Regions from separate parts of the Mus musculus genome. Here all the other regions are linked to region 1. A link is a contact called in public HiChIP or PLAC-seq, Micro-C and promoter capture Hi-C data. All regions are on one chromosome and are shown on one strand. Each heading gives the region's core, a stretch centred on a gene start, on an enhancer-like site or on the middle of the called end of the contact. The rest is flanking DNA. Distances are from core to core; before and after follow the strand shown. Region 1 holds the start of Gfra1 (glial cell line derived neurotrophic factor family receptor alpha 1). Region 2 holds the start of Adrb1 (adrenergic receptor, beta 1). Region 3 holds the start of Afap1l2 (actin filament associated protein 1-like 2). Region 4 overlaps Ablim1 (actin-binding LIM protein 1). Region 5 holds the start of Emx2 (empty spiracles homeobox 2). Region 6 holds the start of Trub1 (TruB pseudouridine (psi) synthase family member 1).

Region 1 (4,131 bases), core at 1,057-3,556:
ACCTGTCACTTTCTAGCTCCAGGGGATTTGATGTTCTCTCTGACCTTCATGGACTGGGACACACACAAAAATAAAAATAAAATTAATAACCCCTCAAAACCAAACCAAACCCCAAAGGTCTAATTTCACCATATCTATATTTATTATATATTATGTAAATATTTATATATTTATCATATATTGAAGGCTAGAGTGAAGAAGGGGTATGTAATATTCTTGAAGCCATAACTATTTTCGAAAGAGTCCTTTATTCCACATTTAGAGAACTTTAGACCAGTCTTTCCTTTTCTGTTAAAAGTAGATTTTAACTAACTCCCTAGGATTAAGTAGAATAACCAAGTGTTTTCCCAACAAAAAAATATTTGGAATAGACTTAGCTAGTGTCTTAAATGAAACTTAACTATTCTTCAACCACCCAAAGTGGTCCCCAAAGAAAAGCACTGAATTGACAGAGAAAAATATTCCCACTCACTTATGAAATAGGACAACGGAGGGGGGTTTTATGTTTTCAGCATCAATGGGAGTCTTCAGCTAAGTCTTCTCATTAACATCCACTTCCTGGAGATTTTTGCCTTGGTGTGAAAATATGGAAATCTGCTTCTGTACGCAGAGACACTGATTGGAAGACTCAATTCCATCTCCCACAGTAGTTCCACCCTGTAGACTTCTGACTATCGCTAGAGAAAGAACTTAAGTAGCCCTTGGATCGAACCATCTGTCGCAAAAAAAATGTGACATATGCTTTCTTTGTTTACTCAACGACGGAGTGTAAACTGATACACTGAACTGGAAATCTGTGTAAGTCTGGTGTGATTGAATGTGACACCGGGGGAGGGGTTCCTGGCGAAGGCTTCAGACACTTCATACCTGCCCCTGAGGAACACGTGCAAGGCAAAGGAGGAGCTAGCACTGGCGGGATGTCCCCTGGGTTCAGGTTGCTCACAGAGGCACAGACTCTTTGAGGACTCCAAACAATGCTACAGCCGCCACAGCTGAAGGGCACGCCTGGCTGATGTGTACTTGAATGGAGGGCTACCCATCCCTCCTCCTCTTCTCCCGGCCCTTACGCCTTAAACTAAAGCCTTTGCCCTTTTCAATTAACACTCTGGATCAAAAAAAGAGCGTCTCTTTTTTTGTTCTCCTTGGCGGCCCATTGTCTGTGGTGATGGGTTTGCAGATTTGACAGCTGGGCTCATAGATTCGATTCAAACTCTGTTTTCCTGAGAGATGATGAACTTGGACATAGAAAAGATCTCTGACACAAGCCCCAAGCAGCGAGCTGGTCGGTCAAACACTACTACGGACATACTCTAGACAGATCTCTGGACCCCTAAAGGACAGCGGGTGTCACGGAGAGCGGGGTTCAGCAGCATCGCTGGAGCGATCCTTGAAGTTGGGGTGAAGGGCTGTGGATGTGTTCTGTTTATAAAATGTTTTTGAAAAAAAATTTACTCTTGAAACAGTAAAGATGGAAATCATCTTATAAAATTACCTAAAGCTGGGTCTGATCAGACTTCAGTGCAGTGGGCTGGGGTGGACTTTGCTTTGTCTCGCTGTCATACCAGGAGGAGAGAGGTGCATGAGCTCGCACAAGCATTTTATCAATGGGTGGGTGCATCCCGGATCGCCGCTCAGGGCTTAGGTCTGAGTGAGTCTGAATCTTGCCAAGTCTTGAGTCACAGCCGCGAATGACGTGGAGAAAAAAAAACAACTTTGTGTTCAAAAGGGTCTGGATGGGTTGCTGTGTTGCACTAAAGAAAGAGCCCTTGTGCACTGAAGGGGGTGGGGGTGCGCAGTCTCCGCGACGGCGGCGGCGTAGCGCTGCGGGTCCTGAGCCTGCTTGCCTGTTGGCCTTGGGTCCCACCGCCAGCCAGCCTGTAAGTCTGCTGTGGCGGACGGAGGAACTGCGCTTCACAGAAGAGCCGGCCCTGCGCTGCCCGGAGGCAGGAGCAGAAGCAGCCTGAGGGGCCTTTAGCCAAAACCAATCTGGGCATGCTATCCTCCCACCGCTTCCAATAACCGCTGACATCCCTACCGGGCATCGAGCCGGGGCGGGGAGGTCTGCTCGGAAATCGTCCTGGCCAACTCTGTCCTCCGAGCTGTAGCAGATTGTGGCATCGTTTTTTTACCTAGCACAGAGAAAGTGAGGCCGGAAAGAGAAAGAGGAGGCGGGGACACCCCAAAGAATAAATAAACAAACACTGGCTACTCGCTGCAGCTGGACACCGGTCAATTGGGTTCAGGTTCGTGGCATTTAGAGTTTTCTCATTCCACTTGAGAACCCATCGCCACCTCCCCTCCAGCCATCCCTTTCCATTTTGCTGGCGTCCTCCAACTTTGGGGCCAGGGGGGCGCTAGTGGTGCGGGGCTGCACCTGCTGGGGTGTGCAGATGCTGTGGACTAGCTCGCTCTCACGGGGCAGTGGTGTGGATGCACAGGAGTTCGGGCGCTAGGCAAGTGCGTGTGAAGCACTGAAGTCTAGGAAGGAGCCCAGGATGAGCGGCAGGTAGGAGTAGGGGCGGAGAAGCCAGGTTTCAGTACCAGGCGGGATGCGGGATGTCAGTTTCCTCTTGCCGGACTGCCTGGGAAGAGAGGCTCGTCCAGGGGAGGGGATGACGGTGACTGGGGTAGCGATCGGTGGCCGGGGACAGAAGAGCTAGAACGCTAGTGATCGAGCCAGCAAGTGAGTGGTCGGGCGAGAGCCAGGGAGGGCGGCCAACTTCCCGGAGCCGGAGCAGGGTCTTGGTCCAGCGGGGTTGGCTAAGAAGCCTTCGCCACCGAGGCTCCGACTCCGGGCAGCGCCAGCTAGCTTCCGGCGCTTGCTCTGAAAGTAATGGTTATTTATTTGCTTGCGTTCAGCCTCTTGGGTTGTGCGCGATATCCTCCAGCTTTGAACGTTGGGAGCCCTAGCGGACCTTACCAGCTCCAGAACCCGGGTTCCGGAGCTTCCTCGTGCCCGTAATAGATGAATTCGCACCTCCTGCTCTCGGACCCGAGTGGGGGTAGCGTTGAGAAGTCCCCCGAGGCGGGAGCGGGGGAGGGGAGAGGGGCGGGAGCTGGAGGCTTCAGCACTCTGGGCTCTCATTTCAAAGCGCGCTCTTCCTTCCAGGTTGGGTCGGAACTGAACCCCTAAAAGCGGGTCCGCCTCCCGCCCTCGCGCCCGCTCGGAGCTGAGTCCCTGGCGGCGGTGGGCGGCAGAGCAACGGGGAGTCTGCTCTCACCCTGGATGGAGCTTAACTTTGAGTGGCCAGAGGAGCGCAGTCGCCCGGGGATCTCTGCACGCTGAGCTCTCTCCGCGAGATCCGGTGGCGGCTTTGGATTTTGGGGGGGCGGGGACCAGCTGCGCGGCGGCACCATGTTCCTAGCCACTCTGTACTTCGTGCTGCCACTCCTGGGTAAGTCGAGACCGCTGCTGGCTTTCTCATCCAGAGTCTTTCATTGGGGGGTCCCTTGCGGCAGCCACTCCAGAATTGCGGGTGGGTGCCTTGAGTGTGGGTGGAAGAAGTTTCGCTAGGGGGTGAAGAGGTTCAAGAATCTCTGGGATTGGGAAGCAGTGCTGGCGCGTCTTTGAGCGGTTGATTTTATTTTGCCGTGTTTAAAGGGGGTGAGAAACAAAACAAAACAAAAACTAATAACCCAGCCTGGTGGAAAATTGAGGGGTCGTAGGCTTCCATCCCAGGGCGTTACTCCCCTTTGGAAGTCGGAGCTCCCTGAGACGCTCCGGCAGGTGGAGTGTGGTCAAATACCGCTGGGGTCGGAAGAGAGCAAACTTGGAATGGAAAACTTTTAAGGGAAAAACGTCTCTGCGCACCCGCGGGGCAGACTGTGGCACTCGTCTGCCTTTCGTTCAGAGCGCTAAGGGTGCCAAGCACCCAGCCTCGCTGTTCAGCTCAGTGCCCTTTTGCCCGCTGCTGGCCAGGAGACACTGCAGCCTCGGGTGCCTGGGGAGGCGGGGCAGCCAGCGGGTCAGGAGTGCTTGCTTCTGCTTTGGGACGCTGGGGCTGCGCGGGATCCCCGGCAAATCCCGCTAAGGCAGCCAGTGGAACCTTCCTTGTTGAGCCGGGGAGGGGCGTGATGGCAGTATTCCCGGGGTGAGAAAATTCCAGAAGAGGGGTGGACCAGCTTCCTACC
Region 2 (4,131 bases), core at 887-3,386, 1.7 Mb after region 1:
AATACTTAGGTTCCTAGGTGTGGAACCGGAAAGCCAGGTGATAGACTCCATCCTGCCCCCTCCCCTCCCCGCCTAGTTTCCACTCGGGTCCTTGCAGAAAGTGTCAAAACCCACCTAGGGGCGGGGGGGGGGGGGAATGCCTGAAGGTGCATTAAACACACGAAAGGCCGAACCTCAGAGAGAAAGGAACTCAAGACAAGCCAGTAAGCCATACTAAGCCACACTCTCCCAACTCCTCCTAAACTTTCCTTTTTGCGCAAACGCTCGGTCCGGGGCTTTTCTGTACGTCTCGGATGATTCGATAGATCTGTGGGCTTTGCATTCACCTGCTTTCGGTCTTGAGTAAACAGAGATCTCCTCTCTCCCCTGGGGAGCGGCTCAGGGGCGCCCAGGCGGGCTCTCTTCCTCTAGGGATGCAGAGCCCGTGTCCAGCCCGGGACTATGGGGAGCGGCGTCCGTGCGCCCAGAGAGCCTGGCTCTCTACACCTTGGACTCCGAGGAGAAGCCCTGGCGCCCCGGCTCGTCCAGGCTCGAATCGCTGTCCACAGTGGTTGTCCCGCCGTTGCAGCCGGTCCAGGGCTCCAGCAGGCGCGCCGGTGGGGTGGTCCCGGCGTCGTCGTCGTCGTCGTCCGAGGGAGCTCCGGGGGACGGCGGCGGCCCAGCTCTCGCCAGGCAGCCGGAGGCGCGCGGCCGGTCCCCGTGGGCTGCGCGGCGTCTGCAGGCGGCCCGGCGCGCGCAGCAGAGCAGGCGCTGGAAAGCCTTGCGGAAGTCGGGGCTGCGGCAGTAGATGATGGGGTTGAAGGCCGAGTTGGCGTAGCCCAGCCAGTTGAAGAAGACGAAGAGGCGATCCGGCACCAGGTCGCGGTGGAAAGCCTTCACCACGTTGGCCAGGAAGAAGGGCAGCCAGCAGAGCGTGAACACACCCATGATGATGCCCAGTGTCTTGAGCGCCTTCTGCTCGCGCAGAGCCACGAGGCGCGACGGCCGCCGCTTGCTGGAGCGCCCGTTGGCCAGCGAGTCTGCGGGGCGCGGTGGCCCAGGTGACGGCGAGGGCTCAGGCGAGGGCGGCCGGGCTGGGCCGCCGAGGAAGCGGCGCTCGCAGCTGTCGATCTTCTTTACCTGTTTTTGGGCCTCGCGGAACACCCGCAGGTACACGAAGGCCATGATGCACAGGGGCACGTAGAAGGAGACGACGGACGAGGCGATGGCGTAGGCCCTGTTGGTGACGAAATCGCAGCACTTGGGGTCGTTGTAGCAGCGGCGCGCTTCGTCGCTCTCGGCCCGCCACCAGTGCATGAGGATGGGCAGGAAGGACACCAACGCCGAGATGGCCCACACTGTGCACACGAGGGCCCGCGCTCGCGCGCGCGTCAGCAAACTCTGGTAGCGAAAGGGCGACGTGATGGCGAGGTAGCGGTCCAGGGCGATGACACACAGGGTCTCAATGCTGGCCGTCACACACAGCACATCTACCGAAGTCCAGAGCTCGCAGAAGAAGGAGCCGTACTCCCAGCGGCCCCACACCACGATGGTGGCCCCGAAAGGCACCACCAGCAATCCCATGACCAGATCAGCGCTGGCCAGGGACATGATGAAGAGGTTGGTGAGCGTCTGCAGCCGCGGGGTCTTGGCGATGGCCACGATCACCAGCACGTTACCCACCACGATGAGCAGAACGATGAGCGCCAGCAGTAGGCCCATACCCGCGGTCCACTGCTGCGACAGCGGCGCTGAGCCCTCGCTGGCTGGAGGCAGCAGCGAGGCGGGAGGCGACGCGAGCACCAGCAGCCGCGCCGCGGTGGCCGCACCGTCGGGCAGCGGCGCGGCGGACGACAGGTTGCAGGGTTCGGAGGCGCCCAGGGCGAGCGCCCCCGCGCCCATGCCGAGCTGCGGAGGCCGGGGGCGGGGGGTGTGGCGGGGCTGGGCCGCGCCTGGGGAGCACCCCAGGAGCCGGGGCTGCGGGGCCCGCGCGGGGAGGTCGCGGCCAGGTCAGGGCAGCCGCGGCTCGGGGCCGGAGGCATGGACGCCGGGCGCCTTCTCCTCCGTAGCCGAGCGCTGTCTCCGCCGCCGCCGCCGCCGCTGCTGCTGGAGCCGCTGTCGCTGCTGGAAGAGCCGCCGGGACCTCAGCATGTTTCTGAGCGCGCGGGGCCGGCGGCTCCAACACCCAGCACCTCCCCCCCCCCCTTCGCTGCCACCCCCCCAGCCAGCCCCCGGGGCCGCGCGTCAGGCTCCCGCAGCCAATCGCCGCCAAGGCACGCCCCCGACAATGGTGCCCCCACCCCCAACACCCAGCACCCCCTCCTACCCGCGATTGAAAGGCTCCAAAGATTGCGGGCGGACTACGCAGCCAGCACCCACGGGCTGCAGCGAGCGCGCCCTTTCCTGCTCAGGCTTCTTCCAGAGTCTAGTCTGCGGCGCCCCCTGCGGCGCCCCGCCGCCTCCTGTGCCCCCCGCCAACCAGTAGTCTCCGTTAACCTTAGCACCCAGCTCTCCTTTTGCCGCTCCCGCAAGAGCGCCCTTATTTCCCTTCGGCACCCCGTAGTTCCCTCGCCTCTAGTGCCCGGTTCCTGGTAGCTATAAGAGAACCTTACAGGCGTCTCGGAGACGCAGGAGTGCCTTGGACAGCCTATCTGCTGGGATTGGAGGAATTTAGCTGTGAGACTGGGGTTCTGCCATCAGGCAGCCTGGCTCTTCCCTGATCGCGAGGGGACCTGGCCAGCATGACAGCTTGGGGGAATAGGAAGTGGGTGTTAGTGATTAGAGGAAACTTTGCAGCCAGGCGGGTTGCTGGAGCAGGGTACGCATCTGTCAGAAAGGCTCTCTGGGCGCTGTTCTCGCGCGGAGCTGTGCTCTCTCCTTCAAGTGCAGTAGATGGGGAAAGGAAGGGAAGGTTTGTGGATGTAACTGCCAACACCGAGGACCAGTCGGATACACACACAGGCCCCAGTCCCAGCTAAAGAAAAGGATGAAAGAGTTCTGAATATAAAGGAGAAGTTTAGGGCAACATTCAGTCCAGGGTAAATGACGTCGCCCCACCCCCACGCCCCTCGTGGAAAGAACACGGAGAATGACGCTTCAGACTTTTTGACTCCAGTACCAACACCTTAACATCCGCATCTGTGCTCCGTTACCCATGGGATTTTGCAATCTGAGCTGAGCCAACACAAGGTGCTATCCCTTTTGGGTTGACGTCATGAACTGGGATTTCAGATTTCTTGGGAGGGTGGCTAGATTCTCAAAACTGTGGGATTAGCTTTGGGAAGATGAGGGAAGAAAATATATACATACTCAAGGCGATTAAATCTGAAAGCATTTAAAGTCATACCACATTTCCTCGCTTCACATTGTCGAGAGAATCCGAAACTAGAGTCTTTGGCTTCATTCCTGATGCGAACAGAGGATGGGACCTCGGGCTGAGGTCCTCTGATCTACCCCTGGGAATGCCTCTACCTCAGGCCGTAAAAAGGAAATCTGTAATTAAGTTCTTGAGAAGCGAACAGTTCCCAATTGTCTCAGAAGGGAAGGGTGCACGGTAGTGTTATATAATGTTATGTAATGCTCCCGAGTCCTTCTTGCATTGGAATAAAAAGATTAGCATCTGGGAGGAACATCAACATGTGGCCAAGCTGGTACTCTCACCTTGCCAAAAGACACAGGCTCACAGCTGTCCATCCACAGCCGTACTCTTCATAAAGTCAAACCCGTGGATGTGCCCTAGGATCAGGCTTGACCACTGAGAGTGTTACCACGGGGGAGTGATCTGTTTATTCACCCCTGCCCTGGACTTACCAAGTTCTGCCAAGTTGGGGAGTTTTGAGAATCAGGGAACAGGAACTACACCGAGGGCAGAAGGAGTTGGCACCCATAGTCACCCCAGCCTCTTCAAGCCAGGGTCTCTCCTTCCTGTGGCTTTTAGGGGATGGCTGAAAGGACTCAAGGGACAATCTGAAAAACGCCCATGTTTTGAAGTGAGCTGACCAAGAAAGGGCCTCTGAGTGCTGGGGTGTGGGGAAATGTGGAAAGAGGCTTTCTGCTAAGTGGTGCTATTGGGGTGCAGTGTATCGACCTCGTGTCCCCAGGGCATGGGGTTTCTTGGGATGATAAGGCCAGAACTGAGCTGTAGAGATTGGA
Region 3 (4,131 bases), core at 1,134-3,633, 1.4 Mb after region 1:
GTTACATGAGACTCTGTCTCAAATGCAAGACAAGACATCTTTGTTGCTAATAATTAGTTTAGGACTTACAATAACACTCCCTTACTTGTGATTTTATTTTTAACAGTTTTATTAAACTCTCTGCAATCTGAAGATATTGGATAGAAAATTCCAGAAATATGTAATTCACAGGTTCAAACAATCTTGCCATTCTGAGTAGCTCGATGAATTCCTGTGATCAGACTCTGTCCCGCTCAGGCCCTGTATTGTCCTCTCTCTTCACCATGTCCGTGGAGTATAAGCTTTTCTCTGTGGCTGGCTTGGTTAGCACACTAAATATCAATGGTGTTTGATATAGGATTCAGCACTGTTCTTGGTTCCAGGTGTCTGACAGAAACTCAGTGCCTTTCCTTTGTGAAAGTTACAAAGTTGCCAAGGGCAGAGAGGTTCAACAACACCCAGGAGACCACAGGGAGGGCTGGCTGCCTGGAGTTCCTCTTGGTAGTTCTGCCATTTCAGTTTTGTTCTGGAAAAGGGTTGTGAATTGCAGGTTTAGATCGACTTGAACTGCATTTTTAATATTTTGTATGTCTGGAGAGGATTCAGGGAAGCTATAACCAGTTTGGAGACAAGGAAGGGTTAATGAACTTGGCAAGACACGGACGAGAGCCTTGCTGGCCTAGAAGGGGGTGCCATGCTTTCTTGAAGGGCAGAAACAGGTGTCAGAGGATTTGGGGGAACAGCACTGCCCAGTTAATGTCACAGGAAAGCCTGAGGTAAAGGCTGTGAGGGAAGTAGGATTTGGAGTCAGGAAACCTGGGCTCTGCCTGGTTTGTGTCCTGACTCTGTAAAATTACACAAGTCTCACTTCTTTGTGTGCTCGTTTGTAGAGTGGAGACCCTTTAACCCTAGGGGTGTCAGCCAGGGCCAAGCTTTCTTCAGCCTTCAGTGTGAAGGTTAGCTCGGAAGCCCTGCTGAGTGGGGCCTGACCTGCTCACTCAGCTTCAGCAGGCAGGGCAGGAGTCTGGCCAAAAGTGACCAGTGACCACAGACTTGAGGCTTCTTTTCCAATACTGAGCATTTCAAAGAAAACCCAGGGCTCCACTGAGAGTAGTCTGGAACCACCACAGAACGGAGGGTGTGTGCCCTGCTGGGCCATTTGCAAGAGGAAGAAAGGGGTAGGAATGAGAACACTAAGGCAGAAACACAGCTGCTCGACTGTTTGAGGGCTACTGTACAGGAGGCCAGCGGAATACCTCTTCCTACCCTGATTCTCTTGGGAGATGCCCATTCTTGCTGCCAACTGTGTGTGTGTGTGTGTGTGTGTGTGTGTGTGTGTGTGTGTGTGTGTACTTGCATGTGTGTTCATGTGCATGTGGCATGTGGAGGTCTCTGACCTACACACATAAGACTTGGAAGTAGGCATCCCTAGGGCTCCTCCCATGTGACTTTGTCCACCCCCTTCCCCCTAAACTTGTTTATACTACAGGAGACAGACAGCGACCTGCTACCTCAGGGTGAATGGGCAAACTGAAAGGCTGGGGTTTTGCAGCCCTGAGCGAGGCTCCTGGCTGGCTAGGAGGGCTCTGTTCACGTGAGCTGCTGCTCTAACTAGGAAAAGTGTTTGTGCAGATCGCTGGGCGGAAGATCTGCAGAGATCAAAGCTGACTCTGCTGCTCCAAGGAAGCATGAAGGGGGCTCTCGGAAAACAACAAACCTTCCCTAAGTGTATATTCCGGGCCTTTGTCGAGAGTCCAAGCATGGTTTAAAAAGTGAAATCCGAAAGTTTAAAAGAAAACGTAGCCGGGCGTGGCGGCGCACGCCTTTAATCGCAGCACTTGGGAGGCAGAGGCAGGCGGATTTCTGAGTTCGAGGCCAGCCTGGTCTACAAAGTGAGTTCCAGGACAACCAGGGCTATACAGAGAAACCCTGTCTCGAAAAACCAAAAACAAACAAACAAAACAAACAAAAACCCCATAATCTTTGGAGAGGATTTAGGAATTTGGAAGGATTGGAGGGAATCAAAAGAAAAGGATTAAATGTGTTCCGAGGTGAAAATAACCTCGGACAGGTGCCATCTTTTCTTGAAGACCAGGCTTGCTGAGGAGGCTCCAGACACTGTAATCCTCCTCAGGAAAGCCTAGGCTAAGACGCCCATAAAATCTGGGCTCAGGCAGCAGGCTACAAGGAGGTCATTTCCTGTGCTCTAAAGTGTGCACGATGTACAGGTGCCAGGCAAGGTGGACTGAAAGCCGGCCCCCAGCGGCTTCTAAATTCAAGGAGCTAATCCAGGAGGGCCCAGGATGTGGGCGCACTGGCTTGATGGATCAAGCAGGAGGCGCTCTAGGTCCGTCTCCACCTCCCCGCTGGCCCTCAGTCTCCTCCTCCCGGCATTGGGTTCGCAGTCTCAACACTGGAGAAAACAGATCTTGGTGGAGACCTACGGGAGCTCGCTGTTCCCGGAGTCTTCCCCGGGCTTTGAGGACGTCCCAGGCTCTTTCTTTCGCGCCGCCGCCCTCGGGCCAACTTGGAGGAAGTGATCTGCGTTCGGGACGGGGAGCCCAGTGCGGGGTGCGTGAGGACCAGAGCGCTGATTGTCCTGACCGGCTGTGGAGATCCCTGGCGGGGTCCAGGGCGGCTCGGGTGGAGTCAGGATCGGAGGGCTAGGGGCGCGGCGGCCACTCCGGGAGGTCGGGCGGCGAGCGTGACTTCACTGGGAGGGGCCAGCGCTCAGCGGGGGCGCGGAGCCCAGCGCGGAGTCCAGCGCGGAGAACTCAGCGCGGAGCCGATAGCAGCGCACACCGTGCCCGGGATGGAGCGCTACAAAGGTGAGGGCGCAGGGCGCACCTACTTGCTCCGGGTATCCCGGACTCAGGTGTCCAGAACGGACAGTCTACGCCCAAGGGACCGCAGCCCTAGAGAGGGCGACCGAGGAGTCACGAACAGGGCGGTGGGCTTCTGGGCGTAGAATGCCGTCCGTGCTATTTGATACTCCTGGGCCCCTGGGGCAGAGGTCTCTGCTTGGAGGTCAAAGTGAGGCTTCTCACCTGTTGGAGAACCGAGGGTGTGTCCTGAGCCATCCCGTCACCCCCAGTTTCAGTTTGCCTTGGGGAAAAGATGTCTACAGTCGAGGGGGGCCCTAGTAAGGTCTCAACAGTAAGGGGCTGCTGGGGGCAAAGGGGCGAGTTGTAGGGCTCTTTCTATGGATGCTGCCTTGTTGAGGGGCTTCTTGCAGATTCCCGGAAAAGTCTTGTCCGGTAGCAGAAAAAACTCCTAATGTGGTGGGGTGGCGTGCTATTCTGTTCTTGACAAGGTCCGTCTCTCTACCACTTTGTAACCTGCCTCGCCATGCCCTTTGCGGATCCTGCACCCCAAAGCTGCGTGGGGGGGGTGTGAGTTAGGAGCCCAGTGGACTGCCCAGCAGGTGGAGCGCCCGTAGGCGTCCTGGCAGCTGAGCGAGCTTGGATTTGGCTCTGGCCAGGGATCTTGGCCAAACCATGGTGGGAGGGCCGGTCCGGATATGCCCGAAGGGTTTTGGAGCCCCAGGGCTGGAATCCAGAAACCTCAGATAGTAGGTCCTTTGAAAAGGGGGTTCAAGGTGCTGCCCCTGAGGCAGATGCGTCGGTGCGCCCCTACATGCCTCCCTCTGGGAAAAGGGTCTTGTACTCGCTCTTTTTAGGGGTTGTCTAAGTTAAGCCTGCAAGGGGAAATTCTGCCTCTGCACTTATTTTCCCATGGGAGGGTAATAAGGCAAACGCTCAGGTTGCCAAGGAATCTCGATCTCCCTCTATGGTTTCTTATTTATGGAACTCACATAAGGGAACTGTGCGGGCAGGCTTTAGTTTCCTAACGTAGTCTTTTTAGTGACTCACCTGTGAATGCAGGGTCAGGGCTCTGGAGTCAGCGGGGTAGGGGAGGAGCGCCAGGAGAAATCACTTAGCCTCTCTCCCCCGTCTATCCGGGAGGTCTTGTCTTAGTTCTGATGGAATCTGGTCAGTTTGTGAGGGAAAGGCTGAAGTTGCCCTCATGCAGTCTCGAATATTGGCGGCCACAGCCCCTCTCTTGGTAGAAGAGAGGCGGCTCTTGCTGCTCCCCACTTAGGGAGGGAACCTGGGGGCGAGGAGGGGGAGCCGATTGGGGCCTTGGGCGTCT
Region 4 (4,131 bases), core at 963-3,462, 1.3 Mb after region 1:
TGACATGGTGGTCTTTAATAACAACACTTGGGAGGTAAAGGCAGGCAGGTCTCTGAGTTCGAGGCCAGCCTGGCCTACGTAGTTCCAGGACAGCCATGGCTACACACACACACACACACACACACACACACACACACACACACACACAAACCCTGTCTTGCCCTTGTTCTGACTCCAGCCATGAATGGTAAGAGGACTGTCAGTTACCCTTCACATTCTCTTTGGAGGAGAGGGAGAGAGCTGGTTCTTGCCAAGGAAGCCTGCCTCTGAGAAGCTGGTGTGGAAATCAAGTGTGATTTCCTTCTTGGCAAAAGCCCAGGTATCTGCCCGGCCACAGCCGGTTATGGCCTTTTACCAGGTTGAAGTCTGCAATGGAATCAGGTAGACCTTCTGAGTCTGATGATGATTCCACTGGAGGAAGTTCATGCAGAATAAAACTTACCATTCTGAAGTAAACATTTTGGTGGCTTTGATACATCTGTAAGCTGCACGACTGCCTCTCGGAATATTCTCAACTCCCTAAAAGAAAACTTTGTTTCCATAAGTAGCTGTTTCTCATCTTGCTCGCTCTCTAGCCTGTCAGCCCCTGATCTGCTGCTCTCTTCGTGGATCTGCGTGGCCTGGATGACTCCTCTAACTCCGATCTCGGTCTTTGGTTTCTGGCTTCTTCATTTGATGCCGTGCTTGCCAGATTCATCCAGGCTGTAGCATTTATCTGTATTTCATTTCTTTTCACGGTTAGATAGTATTCCATGATGGAGCTCAATCATGTTCTGAACGTCCATTTGTCTGTTAATTGACTGTTTGTCATTTCTGGTTTTAGTTATTCTAAACGTGTACGTACAAATATTTGAAATTTTTTCTTTTACATCTTGGTATATGGACTATTCCAAGTCTACAAAGACCTGGCTGCCAACTTTAAAGTTTCTCCAGGAAATTACCTTCCCCTGGTATTCTTTTTTTTTTTAAAGATTTATTTATTATTATATGTAAGTACACTGTAGCTGTCTTCAGACACACCAGAAGAGGGAGTCAGATCTCGTTAGGGATGGTTGTGAGCCACCACGTGGTTGCTGGGATTTGAACTCAGGACCTTCGGAAGAGCAGTCAGGTGCTCTTACCTGCTGAGCCATCTCACCAGCCCCTTCCCCTGGTATTCTTAATAAGTCCTGCATGACCCAGGCATCGTTGAATATTCTCAGGTGATAGCAAGTAGTGGAGTTCCCTTGGAGTGGCCTTTGTCCATCTCTCGATTACTCCCTCTCTGAGTTTTTGGTCCTTCTGTTTTTTTTTTCCACCCAGAGCAGAAACCCTTGTTGGTAGCTTGAACAAAATAATTTTTGTAGCTCTTGCTTAGATTTCTTTAGTTATAAGCATCATGCTGTACAGTATTAGCCATAGGATTCCTGCTTGAGAAAATCTGTGTATGTGTGTGAGGGGAGTACATATTCATGTCTGTGAGGACATGTACGGGGGGGGGGGGGTGCATGTTCATGTGTGTGAGGACAAGCATGTGTGGGGGTGCATGTACACGTGTATGAAGACATGTGCATGCATGTTGGAGGGTGCCTGTTCATGGGTGTGAGAACGGTCGTGTGTGTGTGTGTGTGTGTGTGTGTGCATACATGTAGAGCCATAAATCAGCCTTTGGTGTTACCCCTCAGGATAATGCACCTTGGCTTTTGAGGTAGAATCTCTTACTGGGTAGGATGTAACAAGGGGACTTTTCTGACCACTGAACTTGGGGCATCTACTTCTGTGTGCCTCCCTAGTACTTGGGTCCTTAGCTACTAAGGCATCCCCCAATGGATTCCTAAACGAATGGAGAGGGAAGGACTCTGGGTCTTGTGACTACTAAGAACCACACCCAAGAGCAGTTAAAGGGGAGAGTCACCTTGAGAATCGGCGGCGTGTTCCTTGTGGCAGGCTGTGAACCCTGGCTTAAGGGATTTGACTTGGAAGCTTGACAGGCACACTTGGTACCCATTTATGAGAACTCCAACCAAAGAAAGTACAACTCTGTAAGCATCTGTCATGGGAAGAAAGATGGGCTGGCATGCCTCTGCCAGTTCCATCTTTGAGGACTTAGCTGGTGGCGGCTGCCAGGGCTGCCCTCGGCTGCCCTGAGAAAGCTGACAGAGTGCTGCTGTCATGGGTCACAGAAGTGGGTTTGCTGCGCTGTATTGTTTTCCAAAGACAACAAGAAGCTCCACTTAAAATAGCCAGTCAGAGGCTGCTCGGGCTTGTGCTGTTTACAACATGGCGATCAAGAGAGAGCAGAGGGAACAGCTGACCTCAGCAGGGGCCAATTACGGAAGATCTTGTTCAAGGTTACATACTTGGGCAGCATATAAGCTTTTCAAAATCATCCTGGGTCATTTTTAGCTTCTGGGATTAAATGATTAATAGCACTGAGACCCCTTTTTTTTATAGAGAGGGGGTACACAGAACCTACATGGACAATATGTTTCCCTTATCCAGTTATGAATCTTCTGATATCATGGTGCTTTTCTGTCTTATGGCAGCGATGTCTATAAGTTTAAAACTACTTAAGCAAGAAGACCCAAGTTCAGCTTCCAGCACCCGTACTGGGCAGCACACAACCATTTATAATTCCAGCTCCAGGGGATCTGACACCCTCTGACCTCTGTGGGCACCTGCATACACACACACACACACACACACACACACACACACACACACACACACAGAGGTGGGTGGAGAGGGAGAGGGAGAGGGAAAGGGAGAGAGAGAGAAAGAGGCTGTAGAAATAACCCTGTACAGTGCTTAGCCTAACAAATGTGTAGCTTTGCGTTTCGTGTAGTGCCCTGTCTTTATTTGTTCCATTTTGTATGTGTCTGAGACTGGGCCTTGCTCTGTGGCCCAGGCTGTCCTGGAACTCTGGGATTCCCAGGTAAATCTTCCAGCTTGTACCTCTCCAGCTGTGGATTACAGGCAGCACCACCATGCCTGACTCTTCCTTTGCTTATGTTGACCCTGTACCCATGGCATTTGCTAAGACATTCTAAAAGGAAACTGTGGACTCACCGGTTTAAATAAGCAACATGGACTGGGACCAGCCCTTAATTGTTAGCTCACAGGTGTCTAATTTAGGACCTGGCAGTATCCTGTAGCCTGGATGAAAATGAAGGTCAGCTTCCAAGAATAATCCAGCAATGCCCACTTGACAAATGATGGTAGAGACTTTTTTGGTCAAGGAAGTATTTTCAAATACCTTAAGGATGTTGAAACTCTGGACCAGCTTTCACACTCACAGAGACACACACACACACACACACACAGACACAGACACACAGACAGACACACACACAGACACACAGACAGACAGACAGACACACACACACACACACACACACACACACAAGGAAAATCTGGATCATTTTAATCTGTGGGTCTCCAAGTAAGGACCTATGTTAGTTTGTTGTACTGCTGTGATAAACACTCAGATAAAAGCCATCTGAGGCGAGAAGGTTTGCTGCACCTTCCAGACTAGACGCCATGTTCAGGGAAGCGAGAACAGGAGCCTGGAGGCTGGAACTGAAGCAGAGACCATGGCCGGGTACTGCCTAGTGGCTGGCTCTCCATGGCTTGCCCAGTCTGTTCTCTTATACACCCTAGGCCCACCCATGCAAGGATGGCACTGCCCACAGTAGGCCAGGCCCTTCCACATCCATCACTAACCAGAGAAATGTCCCACAGGCTTGCCCACAAGCCCACCCGAGGGAGGCATTTTCTCAGCAGACGCTCCCTAGCTGATGTCAAGTTAACCAAAAACCTACCTGCTCAGAACCTCTGAAGGCCCGTTTAGAAGCCTTAGTGCTTAGTGGTTACAATGATGAGAGCAGGTGACTTGACACTAGGGCTTAGGAGGCACCATAACTAATGGGAGCTGGCTATCCCATACACAGCGGGCAGTCACTTAGCACCCCCAGTGGCTGTTCTCTGGCTAAGTGTTAAAGATCGTAATCCAAAAGCACCTGACCCTAACATAATATCCTGTCTGTCTGTCTGTCTCCGTCTCCCCCCTCCCCCGACACACACTCACACACACACACACACACTCACACACACACACACACACACACACAGAGAGAGAGAGAGAGAGAGAGA
Region 5 (4,131 bases), core at 1,204-3,703, 1.0 Mb before region 1:
GCTATCTCTCTGAGAAATTGCAGAGATCGGTTGAGACGTTGCAGCCGGGCCGGGACAGAAATCTCGAGGCAAGTATGCCCAGTGTCTAAGGCCGTTGCTTCCAGAGTACCCGGTTCTAGAGGTCCCTGGTTGCAGAGAGCTAGGAGAGGAGAGTGAAGGGACTGGAGCCTCGCGGGGATCGAGTTGAGGGTACTCGCCGAGATGGTCGGGCGAAGATCCAAGCTGTCCGTGATATGGCCAGGCGACCAAGAATGGGACTGGCAAAGAATGGGGAAGCTGAGCTCTAAACTTTGAAAGCTAGGCTTGGGTATTTTGGCTTCCCGTATTAAAGGAAGTGAATGTATTTACCACCACCACCACCCAAAAACAGCCGGTAGTCTCAGCGGGAGTGAAGGCAAATTCAGTGCTGAGCTAAGGGAAAAGGTGTTTTACTTTGGTTTGGGTTTTTGTTTATTTGTTTGTTTTGTTGGGGTGTTTTAAAATAATATATAAATATATAAAATGGCGAGCTGGCATACACCCGAGTCTAGACTGACAGGAATGCGAAGTGTTATTGAATGGAAAAGCCCGTCGTTATCGATCGCGCCCGGCGGAGGTAGGTCTTTTATGGACTGCAGTCGGCAAACTAATTCGAACCCTTTTCCTAAAGTTTTAACTTTCTTACCAACCCCAACCCAGAAGCATACAAAATTACTAAATCGGGGAAAAAAATGAAGATATCCAAACAGATCTTCCCTTGTCGGGCCTTCTCTCGACTGGATTTTCTCTTTTCTTTTCTTAAATTTCTTTCTTAATTTCTTTCTTTCTTTCTTTCTCTCAGGAAGAACAAAAACAAAAACAAAAATCAGCAACCAAAGACCAAACGGAACCCGACTTCCCGCCACGTCCAGCGGGTGCCCGGGTTAAACAGGTCGCTGAGAGAACTAGTGGAGCTGTGGAGGTTTCTATTCGCTCTCTTCCCGCCCCTCCCTGGGCCTCCAGAGCAGGAGGAAGGAAACAGTTTGCTCTGAGGTTTCCAAGGTCTCCTTGTCTCCTTAAAGGGGTTGAAGACCTAGAAGTTGCGGGTCTGGGCTGGGGGGACATAGAGTGAGTGTAGAGCAGAGTTGAAGTCCAGTGAACCTGGCCATGTGGCCCTGTCCGAGTCCCTGAGTGATAGACCGGCCGGGAACACGGTCCAGGGAAACAGGATTCAAAGACCTCGCGGGCTCAGAGCTTCTTGACAGCGGGCTTCGTCGCCCAGCATCGTGTCCCAGCCAGCCCGACCCCGGCCCGAACCACGGGACACCTCGTTTGCACCCTTTTACAAAGGGTCAAGGAGTGGGCAAGCCAGTAACCCAAACGAGCTTCAGAGACTGGGGACCAAAGCCTCTCGGGCCCCTAGCTGCCCAGTTTCAGAACCAAGAACCCGGGCTGACCTCCGCCCGTCCAGGCCTCGAGGAGCGCCCACCCGGAGCAGGCCGGGCGCAATGAAGGAGGCGACCGGAGCGGCGTGCTTCAGTTCCGCGACGTGGCACGTACCTTGGAAGCGATGACCCAGATATCGGTAGCGGTGGATGAGCCAGGGGTAGAAGGTGGACGGGTCCCGCTGCTGCGAGGCGAAGAGGGGGTGTGGCGAATGCGAGGAGGGCAGGGGGTGGGCGGCCAGGGCGTGCGGCGGCGGCACCGGGTGCACCGGCACGGCGGGGTTGGGCGGGTGCGAGACCGCCTCGGCGAACACCAAGTCCGGGTTGGAGTAGACGCCCCTGCCGGCGGCGGCGGCGGCGGCGGCCGAGTGGAAGCCGTTGAGGAACGGATTTATGGGACTGGAATTGGCGTAGCTGAGTGCCGCGGGACGGATGGGATCCTCGGAGCGCGAGGCAGGCAGGGGACTGTCCTTGGCCACCAGCGACTCGATGGTGAAGCAGCGCTTGGGCGCCGGCTGAAACATGCTGCGCCGAGGAGCGGGCGCGCTGGGCTCCCTGCTCCCGGCGACCGCGGCGCGCTGCCTCCGCCGCCCGCTGCCCGCGGCGAGGACCGAGGAGAATGGGGGACTCGTTTGTTTGGGGTGGGGGTGGGGGTAAGGAAAGGAAGGAAGGAAGAAAGGAAAGGAAAAAGGAAAGGAGGGGGAGGGGGAGGAGAGGCAAAGCCGAAGATCCCGAGAATCTTGCACCAAACGCGCCCAACCTGGAGAGAGGGGGGAAAATCCTTCCAGAAGAATTTGCAGGCGTGGATTGGGGTAATATTTTTTTGAGCGAGGTGGCGTGGGGGGGGGGGAGATTGGAGTTAGAGGCAGGGAGGGGGTTTTCGGGGAGGCAAAAAAAAAGTTTTCTCTCCTTTGCAAAAGGCGGGCAGGGCGCCCTAAGTCCAAGGACAATCCATGGAAGTGTTCGCTTCTTCACTAGTAGTGCAAACGATTTGTTAGTTCATGAGCCTAATTAGTGCGGGGATCACATAAACAGCTTCCTCCGAAGCCTGGTAAATGGCTTGATGATTGGTCGCTATTACTCGCCCTGAGGTGGAAGGGGGGAGACTCTTTAAAGTGCGTCAGAGGGAGGCGAACGCCTGGGAACCCGGAGGCCTGGATCCGGGCCCAGAATGGAACGGAGTCGGCGCTACTGCCCCGGCTGTGCCTCCAGCCGCCCGCCCGGCCGCCGACCTCTTGGTGTCTTCGCCCTGCGCTCCGGGCTAGCTCCCTCGCTCCTGCGGCGCCCGCTGCGGCTTCTCTCCTCCTCCTTCGCCTCCTCCGCTTCCCTCTTCTCCTCCTCTTCCTCGTTCCTCTCCTCCTCCTCTTCCTCCTCCTCCTCTTTCCCCCTCCTCCTCCCCCTCAGCCACCGCCTCCTACTGCACCCACACCACTCCCACCGGGGCACCCGGGTCCCTGCAGAGTCTCGGGGCTGCGCTGCCTTTGCTGCGGACCCCTGGATCCTAAGCCTGCGGCGCTGGAGCTGATGGGACTGAATCACGGACGGACACGCAGATTTCTTCACACCCTAAGCTCCGCTGCGGTTGTCCCCTGGAGGCCCGCGCCCGGGTCACTGAGATGGCTTCGGGCGCCCGGCGAGGGTAAGCGGGCGGGGACTGGTTCCGGGCAAGGGCTAACCCGCTTCACTCCTACCAATCCCCACCCCCAGCAAAACTCCCGAGGTTTCCTAGGCGCTCGAGGGGGGGGGTCCTCCCACCCCTCCAACCAAGCGTAGCTTCGAGGTTCCAGGGTCCACGCGTTTGCAGTCTTTGACCCGGCTGGTTCGTTTTTTTAAGTTCAAACCTGAGGGGCCAGCTGCGCCTGTACCGTGGCAGTGGACTTCCAGCTTGCACCCAAGAGTTTCTGCTTATCCTTTCTGGAGGGTGGTCACTTCTGTCCCCAAAACAGCTCTTTCTGGGAAATGTGGGGTTATTTGGGAAAGGAGTCTTGGGTCCTAGGTCAGAAGCTGAAGTTATGACTGTGTTATCGTTCCATTGTCCTTAGTGGCGTTGACACTGTTCCCATTATTGCTATTATTACTGTACCTATTTTTATTCTGACATCTGTTGTCCCAGGGCTGGGTTGCTCTACAAATCCAGGTTTCGCAACCTGGCACTTAGGATTGTGTCTCCGGTCCTAGGCCCTGTCCGCATTTTCGAGCTTGCCTTCGGTTTTGGGATGATTTTAGGGCCGACTTCTCTCGTCCCCATTGGCTCACGCTGAGGCATAATTATGATCACATCCCCCCAGCCTGCTGGCGCTGCTCTCTGTTTATTGGTGGTTAAAGATCTATTATCTATTCATCAGCCGCCTCCCCCCCCCCACACACACACCCTTTGCCAATTACATTCTTCTAAAGTGAAGTACCAGCAGGTATTTTACAATTAATGATAATTTTTTTCTGGCGTCCTTTAAATCTGTTACTCCCAGGTCGAAGCCATTTATCCTAAGAGGGATAAAATATCTGTGCTTGGTGGCTAGGTTGCCTGAGACCCGGGAGAAGCAGATCTGGAGAAGACAGACGTGAAGTCCTCTAGAGGGACTATGAAAGCCACCTGATTCCACCAAGGGTCTGGGTCTTAGGACGCTCCAGGTAGTCCCGGCAATAATAATAATAAGGAGAGGTCTCCTGTTTGGTTTCTTGGGGTTTTTTTTTTGTTTTGATTTTTTTGTTGTTGTTTTGTTTTTCC
Region 6 (4,131 bases), core at 513-3,012, 1.0 Mb after region 1:
GTTAGCCACCACACTTAACGATGAGCACAAATGAGCAAGTATAACACCATTGTTTAGCATCCGGAAGAATGTGTGTATCTGTTCAATAAACATTTAAATTAGCAAAGTTTTTATCAGAATAGTTTGGCTCCTGGCTAAAAGAGAAAATTTAAATCAGAATGGAGGTGCCCATCTGTAAGTCTCACATTCAGGAGCTCAGGCAGGAGGATCACTGAGTTGAGCTCAAGGCAAACCTATCTCAAAACAAACAAACAAAACTAGATTAAGTCTTCCAGGTGACACTGAGCACTGTGAGAGGTTTCTCTGTACCTGTAACAAGACAAGCTAAGCTGAAGCTCTGGAGAATCTGGAACTGCAGAGATCACAAGACTGTAAGCCGACTTAAGGGAAGAGGCGGCCACTGTTCATCCTATGTCCCTATAGGATTCCACAGATGCAGCTTAACATGAGAATCCAGTAAAAGAAAGGCTCCGTGGGGACTGTTCACAGGGTAAAGTGCTCGCCAAGCAATAGTGAGGACCAGAGCTTGGATCTCCAGCACCCCTATAAACACGAGGGTGACACTGAATGCTACCCTGATTCCTAGCCAGTTGTCCCTAAAACAAGCTGAGTAGGCAGACTTGCCTAATTGGCAGGATCTAGGTTCAAGTGAGGTACTCTGGCTCAATACACAAGATGGAAAGCCATGTCTGAAGATGGCCAACATCACCTCTCACCTACAAACACACACTCACACTGCATACACATTCACACGCAAAACAAAACTAAAGGGTTTTGGCTTTTTAATGCTCCTGTTATAAATGATCAAGAGGAAGAATGGTTAGAAAAATGGCCATCTTCTATTTTAATGTTCCTCAAAAAATACTACATTAAAAAAAGAAGAAGAAAGAAAGCACAATCTGAAGCAATAGAGCACAATTTCCAAAATAATCCCAGATCTTCAGACTTTCAGGGTCTGCAAGTGTGGGGATCAGGAACCTGCATTTGTATAGAAGACGAATCACCGTGCCCACTAAAAGGTGAAAGTGGTGTCCTTTCTAAATCCTAGCTAACTCAGCCTATGTGCTTTTCAAATAAACTTTTAAGTTTGCAACTTAGGGGTAGAGAGCCTGCATTTCCTCTGGTGGTACTCATTCGCAAGAGTTAAACAAAAACCCTGGGAGGGATCAAACTACAGAAAACTGGGCTGCAGCCACCAGGGTGAAAACCTGTATATGCAGACTGGTCCCCCAACTCTACACGTACTTCCCGTGAGAAGCTCAAAGGGCCACTGTTGAAAGAGTGTGCACTTGGGTAAGTCCAAGCCTAAGATGCCCTGGGTTTTCGTCCAGAGTTAATTCGGTGGTCACTCTTTCTATCTTGAGCCACAGACGCACAAAGTAAGTCAGTAAGTAAAAGAAGAAAGACTAGAGATAAAAATCCCAGTGTGGTGGAGAACTCCTCAGCCTGGTCCCTACCCGGGCGGCAGTACCTGCCAGCAGCTTCTCCTTCAGCCGGTTCAGCAGCTCGGCTGAAGTGGGCCCTTTGGGCTTGTGCACGGCGAACACGCCGCTCAGCGACATGAGCTTAGCAGCCAGGGCGGCCTTGGAGGCCGGGGCTTGCGATTCAGTCCTGGCCGCTTCCGCCACCGATGCTGCTACAGAGGCCTCGGCTGTTCCTGAAGTGTCAGGAGCTGTGTCCACAATCAGAGGTGAAACCACCTCTGCCTCTGCAGCTGCCATGCTTTCACGGCCTGGGCCAAGAGGCGAGCAGAGATGACACCGATGTGTTGCAAGGCCTTCTGGGAATTGTAGTCCATAGGCTCGGTATAGGCCAATGGCTTGCTCTGGCATCTCGGAGTTCTGCTGGAACCTTTAATATCTCTGTTACCAAATGCTCTTAGTCGTGAAGAGGTACATTGGAGTTGCCGCTGTAAACTATCCAACGCAAACACCTAATTTGTGTATTTGAGGTAGAGTCACTTCCTTTCTGTACCGCCCCCCCATAACCTGCATGTGTGTGTGTGTGTGTGTGTGTGTGTATGAATTTTGAATTTTTGACTGCAGTTTTTGACAGTTCTAAAAAAAATGTTAATGTTCTTTTGGAGTTTCTATTCCTTTATAGGAATCAAAAACTATATATGGTTGATCCATTCGTGGTGGTGCATGAAGGGCTCTCTAACAGGCATGGCAAACATGGCACCAACAGGCTTTACTCTTCTTCCCCTTTTCCTTCTCCCCTGCTAAACTGTAGGTTACATTCCTAAAGCTAGCCCCAAGGTCCATTCAGTTATTTGGCCACTGTCTCATTCCTGAGACAAAACATCAAGGACCAACAATCAAAATTCATTGTTTGACTAATGTGTCCGATCAGGATTTACCAACTCACTCTAGCATAAATTCCCCCTAGCCCCCTACAGTGAATGCCTTTAATCCCAGCATTTAGAAGTCAGAGGCAGGTGGATTTCTGTGAGTTCCGGGCCACCCAGGGTAACATACTGAGACCTTATCTCAACAAACAAACAAGTAAAACCCAAAACAACAAAAACGCCTATGGTTTAAATTAATATTTAAACTCTTTGCAGACCTCGCATTAGGCTGTCCCTCTAAGAGAGGAAAAAAAAATCCTTTTACTTCTTCCCCAAATGCATTAAATGGAAGTGTGGTTATTATGGGATAGCCACTTTGTCTTCTTTGTTTCCCCACATTGCCTTACAGCCATTCTTTCTCATAGTGCTCTGCCAGGCTAACATTCTTCCCTAATGATGCCTCATTGCCTAATGATCCCAGTCAGGGGATGCCAGTTACACGTCTACCATTCACGCAACAAATGTATGTCAGAGGAATCATTACAGATAGAGTATTCTGGGCATTAGAAAAATCAAGCTCTAATTTCCTAAAGTAGCCAACATCTTACACATTGGACAAGCCTTTAACTCACAGGTCATTTTATTTAATATTATATTTCAGACTGACTAAGACAGTCTGCCATCTCTCCTTCCCTCTCCCCCACCCCCACCATATCTCTTTTCTGCTACCCTCTAATCTATGTTCTCTGTTCTCTAACTGTGTGGTGATTTGGATAGGAATGGTCCCCACAGCCTCATAGATTTGAATGCTTTTTCATTAAGGGAGTGGTGCTACTTGACAAAGATTAGGAGCTATGGCCTTGTTGGACTAAGTGTGTCACTGGGGTGGGTTTGGAGGGGTTTCAAATGCTCAAGCCAGTCTCCTAGTCTTTCTCCCTCCTCTCCCTCTTCCCCTCCCCCTCTCCTCCTCTTCCCCTCTTCCTCTTCCTCTCCCCCTCTCCCTCCCTCTCCCTCTCTCCCCTCCTCCTCTTCCCCTCTCCCTCATCTCTCTCCTCTCCTCTCCTCTCCTCTCCTCTCCTCTCCTCTCCTCTCCCTTTCCCTCACTCTCCCTCTCCCCCTCCCCCTCTTCTCCTCTTCTCCTCTTCTCCTCTCCTCTCCTCTCCTCTCCTCTCCTCTCCCTTTCCCTCACTCTCCCCCTCACTCTCTCCCTCACTCTCTCCCTCACTTCCTCCCTCCCTCCCGCCTGCTAATCTGGATGTAGACTCTCAGCTCTTTCTCCAGCACCATATCTGCCTGCATGCAGCTATACTTCCCACCATGATGATAATGGACTAAACCTCTGAACTGTAAACTAGCCCCAATGAAATGTTTTCTTTACAAGAGTTGCTGTGGTCATGGTATCTCTTCAGAGCAACAAAGCACTGATTAAGACAGTCTGCTTCTAATAAAGCATTTCACATTGTTGGCTTAAACTTTCTATTTTGACCCAGTCTCCAAAACCCTCTGGATGAAGTGACCCACTTGTAGAACATAGCACCTCCTTTCCCTCTCTCTTGACAACACTTTCCTATCTCCATGGAAGCTCATGTTCCTGCTTAATTTTTTTCCATGGCACCGCCTCAACTGACATATTACATACTTTACTAATTTTGTTAATGTCTGACCTCCTTTGTTACAATATAAGCTTCATGAGTACAAGAATCCTTTGTTAATTTCAGCCTCCAGGGCCTGGGATAGCATCAGATACAGTGCTCGATCAACGTTTTGAACACAAATGTATCTGACAGCTCCCATAGAAACCTCTGCAAAGGGAGAGTAGGGACAATCTCCCTGAGAGTGGAAGT

The links. Promoter capture Hi-C pulls out the DNA fragments that hold promoters and counts their contacts. Hi-C and Micro-C count contacts between places; a contact is called where the count stands out from the background. HiChIP or PLAC-seq counts read pairs in DNA pulled down with a chosen protein or histone mark.
Region 2: a Micro-C map of embryonic stem cells shows a contact between it and region 1, with 6 times the contacts expected there. The contact joins the promoter of Adrb1 here to the promoter of Gfra1 in region 1. A contact is called at or near these places in 2 of 484 Hi-C or Micro-C datasets (both in embryonic stem cells) and 1 of 115 datasets of contacts at active chromatin or transcription factors (pancreatic cancer cells).
Region 3: an H3K4me3 HiChIP or PLAC-seq map of embryonic forebrain shows a contact between it and region 1, with 2.6 times the contacts expected there. The contact joins the promoter of Afap1l2 here to the promoter of Gfra1 in region 1. A contact is called at or near these places in 1 of 39 promoter capture datasets (embryonic stem cells) and 1 of 115 datasets of contacts at active chromatin or transcription factors (embryonic forebrain).
Region 4: a promoter capture Hi-C map of embryonic stem cells shows a contact between it and region 1, with 2.6 times the contacts expected there. The contact joins the enhancer-like site here to the promoter of Gfra1 in region 1. A contact is called at or near these places in 3 of 39 promoter capture datasets (embryonic stem cells, hippocampal neurons and pre-B cells) and 2 of 115 datasets of contacts at active chromatin or transcription factors (astrocytes and large pre-B cells).
Region 5: a Micro-C map of embryonic stem cells shows a contact between it and region 1, with 4 times the contacts expected there. The contact joins the promoter of Emx2 here to the promoter of Gfra1 in region 1. A contact is called at or near these places in 1 of 39 promoter capture datasets (embryonic stem cells), 5 of 484 Hi-C or Micro-C datasets (all in embryonic stem cells) and 1 of 115 datasets of contacts at active chromatin or transcription factors (bone marrow-derived macrophages).
Region 6: an H3K27ac HiChIP or PLAC-seq map of large pre-B cells shows a contact between it and region 1, with 2.0 times the contacts expected there. The contact joins the promoter of Trub1 here to the promoter of Gfra1 in region 1. A contact is called at or near these places in 4 of 39 promoter capture datasets (cranial neural crest, embryonic stem cells, hippocampal neurons and 1 more), 2 of 115 datasets of contacts at active chromatin or transcription factors (astrocytes and large pre-B cells) and 1 of 9 other capture datasets (embryonic stem cells).

Annotation. Positions count from the first base shown.
Region 1 is chr19:58,453,573-58,457,703 of GRCm38.p6, reverse strand. Gfra1 (glial cell line derived neurotrophic factor family receptor alpha 1) reads left to right here and starts at 2,306. Exons shown (of 11, transcript NM_010279.3): 1 at 2,306-2,506; 2 at 3,110-3,395. The coding sequence starts at 3,356. It overlaps Gm41876 (a long non-coding RNA gene), which reads right to left and starts at 1,555. Exons shown (of 3, transcript XR_877966.1): 1 at 1,493-1,555.
Region 2 is chr19:56,720,122-56,724,252 of GRCm38.p6, reverse strand. Adrb1 (adrenergic receptor, beta 1) reads right to left here and starts at 2,136. Exons shown (of 1, transcript NM_007419.3): 1 at 1-2,136. The coding sequence starts at 1,881. The coding sequence ends at 481.
Region 3 is chr19:57,006,827-57,010,957 of GRCm38.p6, reverse strand. It overlaps Afap1l2 (actin filament associated protein 1-like 2), which reads left to right and starts at 2,383. Exons shown (of 19, transcript NM_001177797.1): 1 at 2,383-2,807. The coding sequence starts at 2,792.
Region 4 is chr19:57,140,007-57,144,137 of GRCm38.p6, reverse strand. The region is part of intron 4 of Ablim1 (actin-binding LIM protein 1); the gene reads left to right. Among named protein-coding and RNA genes, the nearest start is that of Ablim1, 74 kb to the left of the region's middle. Within about 2 kb of position 2,212, at least 12 of the 459 cell types and tissues checked have an H3K27ac peak or open chromatin away from gene starts, as enhancers often do. A contact at or near this core is called in embryonic stem cells, where this site is marked.
Region 5 is chr19:59,457,012-59,461,142 of GRCm38.p6, reverse strand. It overlaps Emx2 (empty spiracles homeobox 2), which reads right to left and starts at 2,453. Exons shown (of 3, transcript NM_010132.2): 1 at 1,519-2,453. The coding sequence starts at 1,927. It also overlaps Emx2os.
Region 6 is chr19:57,450,537-57,454,667 of GRCm38.p6, reverse strand. Trub1 (TruB pseudouridine (psi) synthase family member 1) reads right to left here and starts at 1,762. Exons shown (of 8, transcript NM_028115.3): 1 at 1,472-1,762. The coding sequence starts at 1,721.